Linked DNA regions of Gossypium arboreum: region 1 is linked to region 2. The links are chromatin contacts, called in public Hi-C maps. All regions are on one chromosome and are shown on one strand. The core of a region is the stretch at or near the end of the contact, and the rest is flanking DNA. Distances in the headings are between cores, read along the strand shown.

The links. Hi-C and Micro-C count contacts between places; a contact is called where the count stands out from the background.
Region 1: a contact with region 2 is called in a Hi-C map of leaf, with 2.2 times the contacts expected there. The contact joins the promoter of LOC108456797 here to the promoter of LOC108454907 in region 2. A contact is called at or near these places in 2 of 5 Hi-C or Micro-C datasets (both in leaf).

What each region holds. Positions count from the first base shown.
Region 1 is chr5:62,469,610-62,475,419 of ASM2569848v2, forward strand. LOC108456797 (protein Iojap, chloroplastic) reads left to right here and starts at 4,425. Exons shown (of 7, transcript XM_017755475.2): 1 at 4,425-4,565; 2 at 5,131-5,193.
Region 2 is chr5:62,295,445-62,302,151 of ASM2569848v2, forward strand. It overlaps LOC108454907 (probable BOI-related E3 ubiquitin-protein ligase 3), which reads right to left and starts at 2,463. Exons shown (of 2, transcript XM_017753530.2): 1 at 1,759-2,463; 2 at 819-1,665. The coding sequence starts at 2,100. The coding sequence ends at 1,129.

The DNA.
Region 1 (5,810 bases), core at 3,175-5,674, 180 kb after region 2:
ACAAAATTTTTTTAATTTCCTAATGAAGCCCACCAATTCACTAATCCATTCAATTAAGTCCCATCTTTCCTTAAATTTTAGGACATAAGAGATAACCTAGTGTGATAACCATGTAATACCAATGAAAAGATGTCATTTACCCATATCTCAGGCCATGAATTCTACTATTGTGAATGATGCTACGTACTACAGAAGTCGTACACCCAACACACCAATTTTTGGTTCCTTATCTATTCGAACTCAACTTTTACTTATATCAAAATGTACGAGTCACACATACATAGTCCGTCATCCGCTCAGGATTTAAGTATGCCATGCTATGAGCATCACGAGTGAATAAATACATAAACAGATTCAGGACAATTCTACTTAGGTCCAGTCCAATGTACTGTCAGTCCAGTCAGTCACATCTATGCCTCTATCTTCTGGAAGTCATCCGCTCCGATGTCCAACACAAAGCATCTCCCTAATTGGACTTGATAGATGACATATTAGTCTTTCAATCAATTTTTTAATTTCCAATTAGACTAAGGACATGTTTAGGTTCAACTACTAATGCAAGTTATCTTTTCATATTATGATCTAACCATATAATACTGCTTAATATTAGTTAAAAATTAGAAAACCAGTGAGCAACATTTGCTTCTATTTTGCTTTGCGTGCAAAAACCATGTGAGGAAAATATACAAAGTATTAACGTAATTAATGAATAATTTTATTAACCAATCTATTTGAAAAATTACAAGTGCAATTAGTTGAAAATACTACACTTAAGGCACCAGATCCAACAATATCTTGTATTTGGTTCCGTCGAACGGGTCGAGTATAAGGTGTTACACTTAACATCGTGACAAGATCAAGTCAGTGAGTAATAGTACAACGAGGATCCCTCAAAGTCACGACGTCAACCCATTATTTTACGAGCTTGATACTGATTCAACCTCGGTTAGTAAAAGTACTTTTGTAAGCTCGTTTAAGACCCATAAATGAATATGTATTATATTATAGTCATGAAATATATTTGTAAGCATATTAAAATGGTCATATTATGTATTTAATAAATCATAGTTGCTATGTGAATAGATGTGGCATCCCGTAGCTCGAACCCGACGATTGGTTCAAGTATGGGGTGTTACAAGAACCCTTAAGGTCTCTCAATCCCAACATCACTAAGGTTACTTAGGGAAGAGTCTGAGGATTGCACAAAGCATAAGCTTACGACTCAACATTCAGTGTGACAAGATCTTGGTTCAATCCCAACGTTAGTCACGTAGTTAAGCTCACACATGAGATAACACTTGTTGGGATCTAGTGTCCTTACTTCGTCTACATGTACTTGTATTTTTCAAACAAATTAATTTAATAAAAAATCCATCAACTTTGTTTAATATTTTTGTATATTGTCCTCAACAAATTTTACATGAAAAGCAAAATGAAAGAAAATATTGGCTCATTGATTATCTAATGTTTATCTAATATCAAACGATATTACGTGGTCGAATAGTAATACAGAAAGACTGATTATATTAGTAGATAATCTAAACACGTTCTTAGTCTAATCTATTGAGAAAATCAATTGAAAGACTAAAATGCTAATTATTAAGTCCAACTAGGGAGATACCTTGTCTTGGGTATCGAAGCGGATGACTCCCAAAAGATAGAGACATAAATGTAACTGACTGGACTAACAGTACATTGGACATAACCCAAGTAGAATAAATCTAAGATCCATTTATGAAATTATTCACTTGTGGCATTCATAGTGTGGCATACCTTTATCTGAGTGGATAATAAACTATGTATGTGTGACCCGTATGCTTTGATGTTACAGAACCGAAAGCAAGTACATTGGATATACGACTTCAGCAGTCTATAGCATCATTCCACAATACTGGAATTATAACCCAATAAATGGTAAATGATATCCTTTCATTGGCATTACATGATAGATGAGAAGTAAAACACAATCATGGGTCATTTGCCTTTGTGATAAATAATTTAATTATTATTTGATAGTAATTTATTTTTCATGAATGAAGATGAAATGGTTACCATGAGATAAAATAGGATCATATTAGGAGAACAAATTTACCCTAAAAAGATTAAAGATATGCTATGAGGGTAACACACTTATGACAATGTCGTTGAACAAGTACTTGATAAGTAACTTTCGTAATAGTATATAATAACGAAGAGTTCAGTCACAATACTTTAGTAGAATGACTTCATGACTAAATAATATTGTAATTAATAGGAGAAAAGTCGAAACTTAAGTATAAATTATTTGAGCCTAATTATATATGTCCAATATGTCCCTCAAATAGCTCAAGATAAGAAATGAATTGTATGTAAGAACCAATAATATGGAATGAACGAAAACGATGAAGTAAGTTTTCTTGCTAAGTACAAAGGAGAAATAGGTCGAGGTAATTCGTGGTTCAAGAATAACGAAGAGGGTCATTCGGTAGAAAGTCGAAATGAACTTTAAACCGTCTCATACAAAGCACAGGTATATTTTGATTAAGTTTATTACTATAAAAAGCCAAAACGGCTCAATTTCAAAAAAAAAAATTTAAAACTTTCATTGTACCTAAAATAAATGTTTTTTAACCGATTTTTCCAATAACACTATGTTAATTGGTCACTTTCATTATCATCCCTGATATTTTAGGGTGTTAAGTTAGACGCCTCATCATTATAGCTCGAAAACTTTTACATTTACAATATTTGATGCTTTTGTTGAGAGTTGAACTCAAAGCCTCATGCATATGAATGACATGCAAGATGTTTGGAGGAAGATCCAACGTAGTCATGAGATTCCCCCACTCAGGATGAATGTCTTTGCTAACAAGGAGGATATTGAAGTACGAATCTAGCTGGGAGAATAACCAACGAAAAACAAAGGAGCCTTATGGAGAAATCAACTCGTAGTTCATATTTTAAAATTTTGGTATTTGGAGTAATGTAACAAAATCATATATATAATTTAATTATAAAATGGAACTTATTTTAAATATAATTAAAAAATATTTTGGAACTCAAACAATTAGGATAGAATTAAAAGTTTTTATATATGCTTGTGTTTCATATATATGTGTGTGAGATATGGCTTAACCCATAAAATGACATTTAAATTATATCTTTTTCAATTTTGGTATCTAATTTTTTTTGTCACAAGTGGTATCTAAATTATTTTTCTTTTCTAGTTGGTACTTAATTCAATTTTTTGGAAAAACTTAATTCAAAAATTAGTATCTAAATTATATTTTTTCTCAAGTTGATATCTGAACTTTTTTTTTTGTCACAAGTGATACCTAAATTATTCTTTTGGTACCCATTTTACACTAGAATATTATATCCATTAAAAATTTCGGTTGATAATAGCTTGTCATGTCATATAAACTTTAAAGATAATTTTTAATTCTTTTATTTTCTTTGTTTTCTTTTACTTTCTTTTTCTATATTTCTTTCTTCTTCCTGAATAATGTTTGGCAATACTAGCAACGCTTAAAATTCACCCTCCCGAGGTTAAGACACTATCAATTAATTTTATTTTTAAACTCCACCGCTTGCCTACTCAACCCGACGAGATCAAAAAAGTTCCTTCATAAATCAAAACCAATGTTTTCAGAACCAGACCAAATCGTTTGAGTACTAGTTTAGAAATAGAGATTGAATCGATTGACTCTCGAACCGATACAACTAATTGAATCAGTTTTCTTTATTTTTAATTTTTTTTTATTTTTATGTATTTTTAATAATTTATTTGATTGAACCGGATAAATCAATCAAATCAAGACTTAGTGGCTTGAGACGTTCGACCATCTGTCCAATTCAAAAAAACCTTGATCAAATTCATGAAGTTCAAAATATCCATACTTGTAAAGAAAAAAGCTCAAGATGAGAAAGAAAAAGAAAGGAAAAGAATTTAAGTTAATATATATATATATATATATATATATATATATATATATATATATAAAAGAGAGAACAAAGATAATTTTTTGTCTTCTTTTAAGGTCACAATTTTTAATTTATTACTGTTTAAAGTAAACTAACAATTAAAGATTGAATTAACATAAGTATTAATTTAAAAATATAAGTTAAATGCTATTTGTGATTAAAAATATATTTTTTTTGAATGAATGATCTGACTGGATTTATTAATATAAATAAAATACATGAAAAAACAGAGTTTGGGCTACGGTCCAGTAAAAAGCATAAAGAAAGAAATCAAAAACAAAAAACCAAAAAAACTACTAGAACAAACGGTCTTAAAACAAACTAACATAACTAGCCCATCTCATCCAAATGCAAGTAAACTAAAACAGCAAACAAATCTTCTCCTATCCCAGCCAAATCTAACAGCTGGATGCCAATATCTTGTGTCTTTTCACGTCAATCAACCCAGCCACTAATGATAGCAGGTTTTCAAAAATTGAAATGAATTCTTATCTGCTACCTTTTATTTCCAAACCTTTCATTTCTTCATTTGCTCAGTCTGGAGGCTTTAGCAGAGGGTTCTCCACAGCTTGACGAGCCAAATCTGGAATTCCTCCCATCAGGTAAAAACTCTCTCTTCTTTTTAAGGCCTCCTTTACGATAACATGTGCGTAGATATTCCCTGCTTTAGGGACATAATAAAACTCAATCTCCTGGAATCTGACTTTTCTGCTTTGAATATCCCTGATAATGGCTCCAATGACCGATTTATCTATACCAGTACTCTGGCATTTCTTAATGACAGTTTTCGAGTCCCTCGCTACTTTTATTTTATTTAATCCCATAAGAATCCCTAATTTTACTGCCTGTAACACTGCATATGCCTCTGCCATGAATGGAGTTGCTATCTCGGAGTGTATGACTGCTTTCGATGCAAGGATCTCTCCCTCCTCATTCTGTACAAGCAAACCCGTAGCCGATTTGGACGATTGACATTTAAATGCTGCATCAAAATGAATTGTGACCCTTCCTCTTCTACATTCCTGTTGGGTATTTTTAGTAGATTGAAGAGGAAGTTTTCTCTTTTTTATTGCATCCAACTCTACGATATAGTTTTGAGTTTGCCTTGCTATTTCGATTCCTGTCATATTTCTTCTTTCATATAGTAATCGATTTCTGTTGAACCAGATTAACTAGAATCCGCAACAAAAAAGTCAGATTTGCTCAGTAGTCCATTGGCCGAAGATCTAGGTAAACCATTCCCATATATTCAGATTGTTATGGTTTAATACCCATGTTAGATTTAACTGGTTCCATACCTCAACTGTTGTAGGGCACTGTTGAAAAATATGAATGTTGTCTTCTTCTCCTTGGCGACATTTAGGGCATTGAGCTTCCACCACAACCCTCTTAAGCTTTAGATTGACAAGGGACTGAATGAAGTTCCAGGAAAATCTCTATACTGTAATCTGTATTTTTGAGGGAATGTATAGTTTCCATAGTTTCCTATAGAAGCTTTTAATTTTGGCATGTAAAGTAAAATTATTAGGATCCAAGCTAGTTTCATGCAATAGTTTATAGGCACTCTTTACGGAGAACTCCCCTGTCAACTCCCCTCTCTATACTTGAAAATCCTTGTGTGTTGTCTTTGCTAGTGGAATCTTCAGGATTTTTTCTGCTATATCCATTCGAAAGGTATTTCTTACGACCTTTGTTTTCCAGCTTCTATTATTGGCTTCTATTAGATCCGATACTAACTTGATATTTTCAATGTTATCTTGATTTGGTACTCTATCTACTTCGTTTCCTGATATCCACAAATCGTCCCAAATGGATATTTGATCACCTCTCCCAACCCTCCAGCATAA
Region 2 (6,707 bases), core at 1,213-3,712:
CCCTACGTATCTCACCATCTTTTAAATATTATTTGATACTTTTAGTCGTTACTTTAATGCTCCATTTTTTAAAAAATATTTTAACCTTAATTATTATTTATTTTAATTTGTTGATAATGAGTATGCTTAAAATTTTATTTAAGTTATAACTCATTTTAAAAAAACTATAACTCTATTTTAACGGTCAATAAAACTACAACGACTCAATTTTAAATAAAATTATAATTAATAATTTTAAATTAAACTATAAATAATTTTAAATATTAAGTCAAATTCAAAATTTCTTTTACTATTTTATCTTTTATATTCGTAATTATGTGCAATATTAAGATACTTTTTTGTTTCATAAACTTAATCAGTCAATCTCAAATATTCGAGTTCCCCACAAAATTGACAATTGAGTTAAATATATCTGGGAATTGACTTAATTTAAAAAATAAAATAAAAATCTTTCACCATCAAATTAATAACTTAAATTCGTCCTATCCAAATTAAATTTTAAATAATTAATGTGAAAGGCCTTTAATTTTTATTTTGAGTTATAAGTATAAAGATAATATATCTTAATCAATTATTATTACAAAGTATAAATTTGAAAAAACCTATAAAAAATTGAAGTAAGAGTCCACATAATTTACATTCTATACTCAAATTTTAATCTTATCAACACGATTTATACATAATAAAACTCAAATCTAAATATTCAAAATCTCTGGTTCACTATATCAATTTATCTTTAACATTTAATAAATTAATAAAGAAATCCAATCAAATAATGTGCAGGTCAAAAGTTAAATATTTGAAATATCAAATTAAAATTATTTAAATCACAATCTAAAACTCGTTTATTTAAATCACAAAATTAAAATAATCACAAAAGAAAAAGAAAAAAGAAACTAGCTTGAAAACTTAAAGAAGTAAATTGAAAGCAAATTAAAGAAGTCACTTCCTCTTCATTGCAGGAAGAAATGAAAACTGAAATTTGAAAGTGGGAGAAAAAAGAAATAATCTAAACTAACTAATTACAAAATTTGGGGTTACTAAGTTGAAACAATATTTTTTTCCTGTTTTGTTTTGGGGTGCTTAATGTATTACTATTATTATTATTTTTATTATAATAAAGAGCTTTTATGACATTTTAATTTGAAGGCTTGCATTCTTCGGAGATTTACAAATTGGACAAATGTGAAGGCGCGGCGCACAAACAGTACATGAGCACAAATGCCTACATGGTAGCAGCAACACACATGATTCCTCCACCCTACAGGTCAGGCATAGCCTGCCGCCGTCGCCATTTTTCTCCACGTCCCAACTGCTGCCGCAACATGATTGCGCATCGTCAACATCATCCGCCGCCGCTTCTAATCCTACGCCACGGTTTCTCTTGTCGACCTTAACCTGCTGTGCCGTCGCGAGGACTTGTTCTAGGTTGGACCGCAGGGCAGTGGCGGTGGCCTCATTGGTTTGAGCCAAATCTCTCCAAATTTGGTTCTCTATGCAAAGGGATTTCACTCTTTCTTCAAGTGCCCAATTTATTTTCTCAATCTTCTCCATTTCTTCCTCTTTGCCTCGAAGTTTCTTCGTTACTCTTTCTTCAATGGCTTCCATTATTTTCCTTGCTTGCCTCTTCCTTTTTTCTTCTATCTCCACCCTCATTTTCTCCATCTATATAAACACAAAAAATCCAGACTCCATCAATTCTCAAACTTTAAAAGCAATCGATAAAACTAAAGAATTGATCTTTTTCTTTAGGCTTACATGTTGTGAGATGAGGCGATCAATATCCAACTGTTGCTGCTCCATGTGAAGGGAAATATCATGGCCAAGAAAAGAAAAACGAGAGCAAGTTTCGTTGCTTTTGTGAGGTGGAGAAGGGAAAGAAACCATAGCGGAATCTCTGGAACGCTTCCTGGGTAAAGGAAGATTGTTGTACGTCAAACTACTTTCCGATTTGATTGCTGCCGTAGGCTTTCGATGGATGAAGGAATCGGTAACCAAAGAGTTATATAAAGGAAGAAATCCTTGAGCCGCCACCGTCGGAACTCCATATACCATCTGCGTTTCAAACATATTGCCGTTTGCTTCAATAGGATTCATCATTAAGAGAATGAATGCAAGAGACGTTAGAGGTTGGTGGTTGGATCTGAATGTATGATCATTTGGTTTCAGTCGTAAAAGCTTAAAAGGAACATGTACGCTAAGAATTAAGGAGAGAAGATATTGAGATGCGAAGCTTCAACGGCCATAGATTAAAGAAGAAGATTGGGTTTTTTGAGTTTGGTTTGCTTTGGTTTGGGATATAAGGACGAAAATTGAAAGGGAAAGAATACAAAAGGGGCATGCTATAGAGGTGGCAAGGCTGTATGGTGGGGTTTATTTAGGGTTTGGTTCGGGTTAGAGATAGAGTAAGATAATTAATATTAAATTAGTTTTTCTTTTCAATTTTGGTTAGATTTGTAGATAGAGAAGTAAACTGATCTTGATACACTTATATCTTAGGCATAAGTTCACCCAATATATATAGGAATAATAATTTATTTACTACTCTAATTTTTTTAAAGTTATTTTTATTTTTATTTAATTTTATCATTTTTAGCCGTTAAACTTGTTACAAATTCAAAATGAACAAAAAATTAACATCTACTAATTTTGTTGATGCGACGATGTCAAATTAACAATTAATTAATTTAAAAAATATAATTTTTAATATTTTTAAAATTTTTAATATTTAAAAATTAATTAATTGTCAACATAGTATCGATGTGGAAATCCATCTATGTATGTCACATTAACAAATTTAACTTTTCAATTTATTTTGAATGATTTGACAAATAACACTATTTTAAATGTTAAAAGAAGTAAAAATTAAATAGAGATCTAAAGCTGAATAAAGTTGGGGCCAAATTAATCATTATGCAAATAATATCAATATTCAAATATATCACTTTGTTGCAATAAATTTTTCATATTCTAATTTTTGGTGGTTACTATATTTTACTATTTAAGTTTATTACTAATAACATTTAAAATTATAAACTTCAATAATTTAGAATGTAGTATTTTAAATTATATTTTAAAAATTAAATTAGTGAAAATAAATAATTGATTTCATAATTTTAAAAATACTTAAAAATAATTGTGATATTTTAACTAAGATGAAAGTAAAATTATTTTTTTATTAATGGTGAGTAGGAGATGTAAGTGTCCCATACCGCACAAAGGAGTTTGTGATCTAGGCACACTTTGATCTCTCTTGTTCATTGGGGGTTATTCGACCCGACAAGACTAGCTCATTACTTGGAAGAGACTCAAGGCCCATCTACTTGGATCATGGCTAAACTGTAAGTTGTATTTTTACTAGGATAATTACTATAAATCCTAAAGGATAAAATGTAAAGAGTTTAAATCCCTTAAGACTTTCTTATTATAGATGAGAACTAATATGAGTCATCATTGTAATTTGATCTGTACCATTAGATCTTGGGGAGCTCTACTATAAATAGAGCCCTCTTAATTCTTTTGTATTCATTCCATTCTTGAGTTAAATAATATTTTGAGATCATTTACTCAAACATTTGGTGTGTGATGTTTTTCTTCTTCTTTTTTTGTTCGTTTGTGTCTTCTTTCTTTTTTGAGTTTGCTTCCACTTTGTTTTGGTGCTTTTGAGAATTGCTGTGTGAATTATCATTTTTCTAGCGTAAGGCTATCTTAGGCAGATTTCAACCTAAGAATTCGCTTAAGGTTGCGTGGCTTACCAGACTAAAGTTCTAGCCTCGTGACAGTTGGTACAAGTCAGTGATCGAAGGCACCAATTGTAATGACAAAAAGAGTAAACGAGTGGAATGTCCTAATATAGACCCGTGTTGGGAGGGGAAGGAAAAATAGTAGATCGAGTGATATGTTGTTGACTTTGAAAAGTCATGTAGTTCATCTCGAAGAATCCATAGGGTGAAGTGAAGGCAACACTTCAGGTTGTTGAGGGACGCACAGATAAGTTGGACCCGATGAAAGAATAGTTCAAGGAATATGTGGTGGAGGCCTTTAGTTCCAAATGGACACATTGCAAGTGCTCCTCAGCATTGTTATGGGTAAGCTATCAGAAAAGAATGATGCTCTCAAAGCCATAGTGACGACTTTGAACAAAAAAAATCAAAGTGCTTGAGGAAGAGTTCGCTATGTGCAGAGTTGTTGTAGGAAAAGGGGTTTTGAGTTAGACATTGAGCCATAAGATTGATGTCCCAAAACCAAAAAAGTTTAAGGGGCAAGGTTCGTAAGGGAAGTGGAAAACTTCTTATAGGAAATGGAGCACTACTTCTTTATCATAGGCATCGAGGATGGTGATGCTAAGGTAAGTATTGTTTCCATGTATTTTACTGATGTCACTATTTTATGGTGGCGTGGTAGGTCCACAGATGAAAACCGAGGTGGGACCAAAATTAGGACTTAGGTTGAGTTCCAAAAAAGGTTTAAGGAGCAGTTTTACCCACAATATGCTGAGAAGGAGGGTCGAGATAAGTTACATAAGTTCTCGCTACAAGGCACAATTAGGGAGTATGTGAAGGAGTTTAGTGAACTAATGCTTCAAATCACTTATCTAAGTGAGAATGAGACATTCCTCTTCTTCATGGATGAGTTGAAGTTGTGGGTTAAGCAAGAATTGGAGCGTCGTGGAGTTGAGGAACTTACCAAAGCCATGACCATTGCGGAGTTGTTTCTTGAGTTGGGTGCTAAGAAGTCGAAAAAATTTGAGTCTTCCATGCCCAAATTCAAACCAAAGGGCAATGGTAGGGGAGATAAAGATATGTCGACAAAGAATGGCAATGGTAAGTGTAATAGCCCGATTTTCAATGGTGTCGAAAAATGGTGGCTTTGAAACCTTATTTCTGACGGGTGAGTCCGTAAATATTATTATGTATTTATGAGTTTATTTAGAATTATATTTAATTTTGGTTTAGAAATTTTATTGAATTGATAATTAATCATGGTACAAGTGTGATTGTAACACCCCAAATTTGGTCCGATAAACTAGATCCGAATCTCAGGTGTTACCACTCTAATACAAATGTAGGCTCAATCTACTTGTACAAATTTCAATGAATATAACTTACTTACATACCGCCTGAATTGAAATACATCAGACCATTTTTCATTTTTCGAGAATTTCTACGTGAATTCTCATTTTTCGAGAGTGAAGTTGACTTAGACGAATTTGAACTCAAGAAATCGCCTAAAGTCATATGATTTGATAGGCTCAAGTTCTATCTCTGTGACATTAGAATAGACGTAAATTGGTCACTTAAATCAATATAATTCATTTAAGATTATACCAATAACTTAACGATAGTGTGATTATTAATATATTAAAATTATATACAAATTAGATTATCATACACATTGAAAAATAAAATTATTTAATAAATATATTTATAAAAATAATATAAATAGTAAATAAGAAATTGATTGATGATAAAATATAAATATTAAAAATTTTAGAGAAATAAGTTTAAATTCTATTATATGGGCGTATTTTACTATTTTTCTATATTAAAAATACAAAGTAATAAAAATAACTTTAAAATATACAATTTACTTTGTAATTGTTAATAGTAGAATTAGGATATAATCAAAATAATAAAAGTGCAATGGCTCTTTGGTTTTAATCACTATCTTTGAAAGTGCTCGATTTTTTATGCTGAACTTTGGACCATTTTTGAAGGATTTAAGCTTGTTCAACGAAGAGGACATGATTGTGTAACAATTCTCTCGGATTGTTTGGATGTTGTTCGGGCTATTCAAGATAGTTCTACAACAACATCGAACTCTGCTTTGATTTGGCGAATCCAAAGTATACTGGTGCAGGAGAATTTATGTGTACTACACTATATTCTCATGGAGCAAAATGGAGTAGTTGATTATATGGCGAAAGAAGCTTTATCTTCTAGAGTTGATATGCAATTCTTTGAGTCTCCACCTGCTATGGTTCGGCATTCCTTAGTTTTGGACTAGTCTAGAGACTATTTCTCAAAATTTCTTGAATGTAATTAATTAACCTTTCTGTTTAGTTTTTTCAAAAAAATAAAATAAAAATAAAAGTGGAATACAAATACATGAATAACTGAACAGGAGGATTAAAAGCTTGTTTATTTTAAGGAGAATCGCTTACCAAATTAACCTCTTTCCTCCTACTCGACTACAATAATCCCTCCAGTGGTCCTTGAAAAACAAATATACAAGTAGTCAATCCGTAATTCTAGAAACTTTATAGAGGTATTTACGGTTTATTTGAAATCTGATTTATGGTTAACTGTTTTATTCGTTACCAAGTCACATATAATAATATATATATAATGAATTTTTTGGTTGTTTAATTTTATAGAAAAAGTCAGTTTAGTCATTTATTTAATTATTTAATTTTTTAACTTTTAAAATTATATTATTTGTTAAATTATTTCAAAAGGATGAAAAAGTTAGCGTTTGTTAACTTTATTGACGTGATATAAAATGAATTGTCACGTGTATGCCATGTAAGTAATTAATTAATTTTTTAATTAAAATATTTTTAAATAATTCTTAAAATAATTTGTTATATTTTTTAAAATTAATTATTTACTAACATGACATCCACGTATATGTTACATTAGCAAAGTTAATAAACATTAATTTTTTCATCCATTTTGGGATGATTTAACAAAAAATATAAGTTTAAG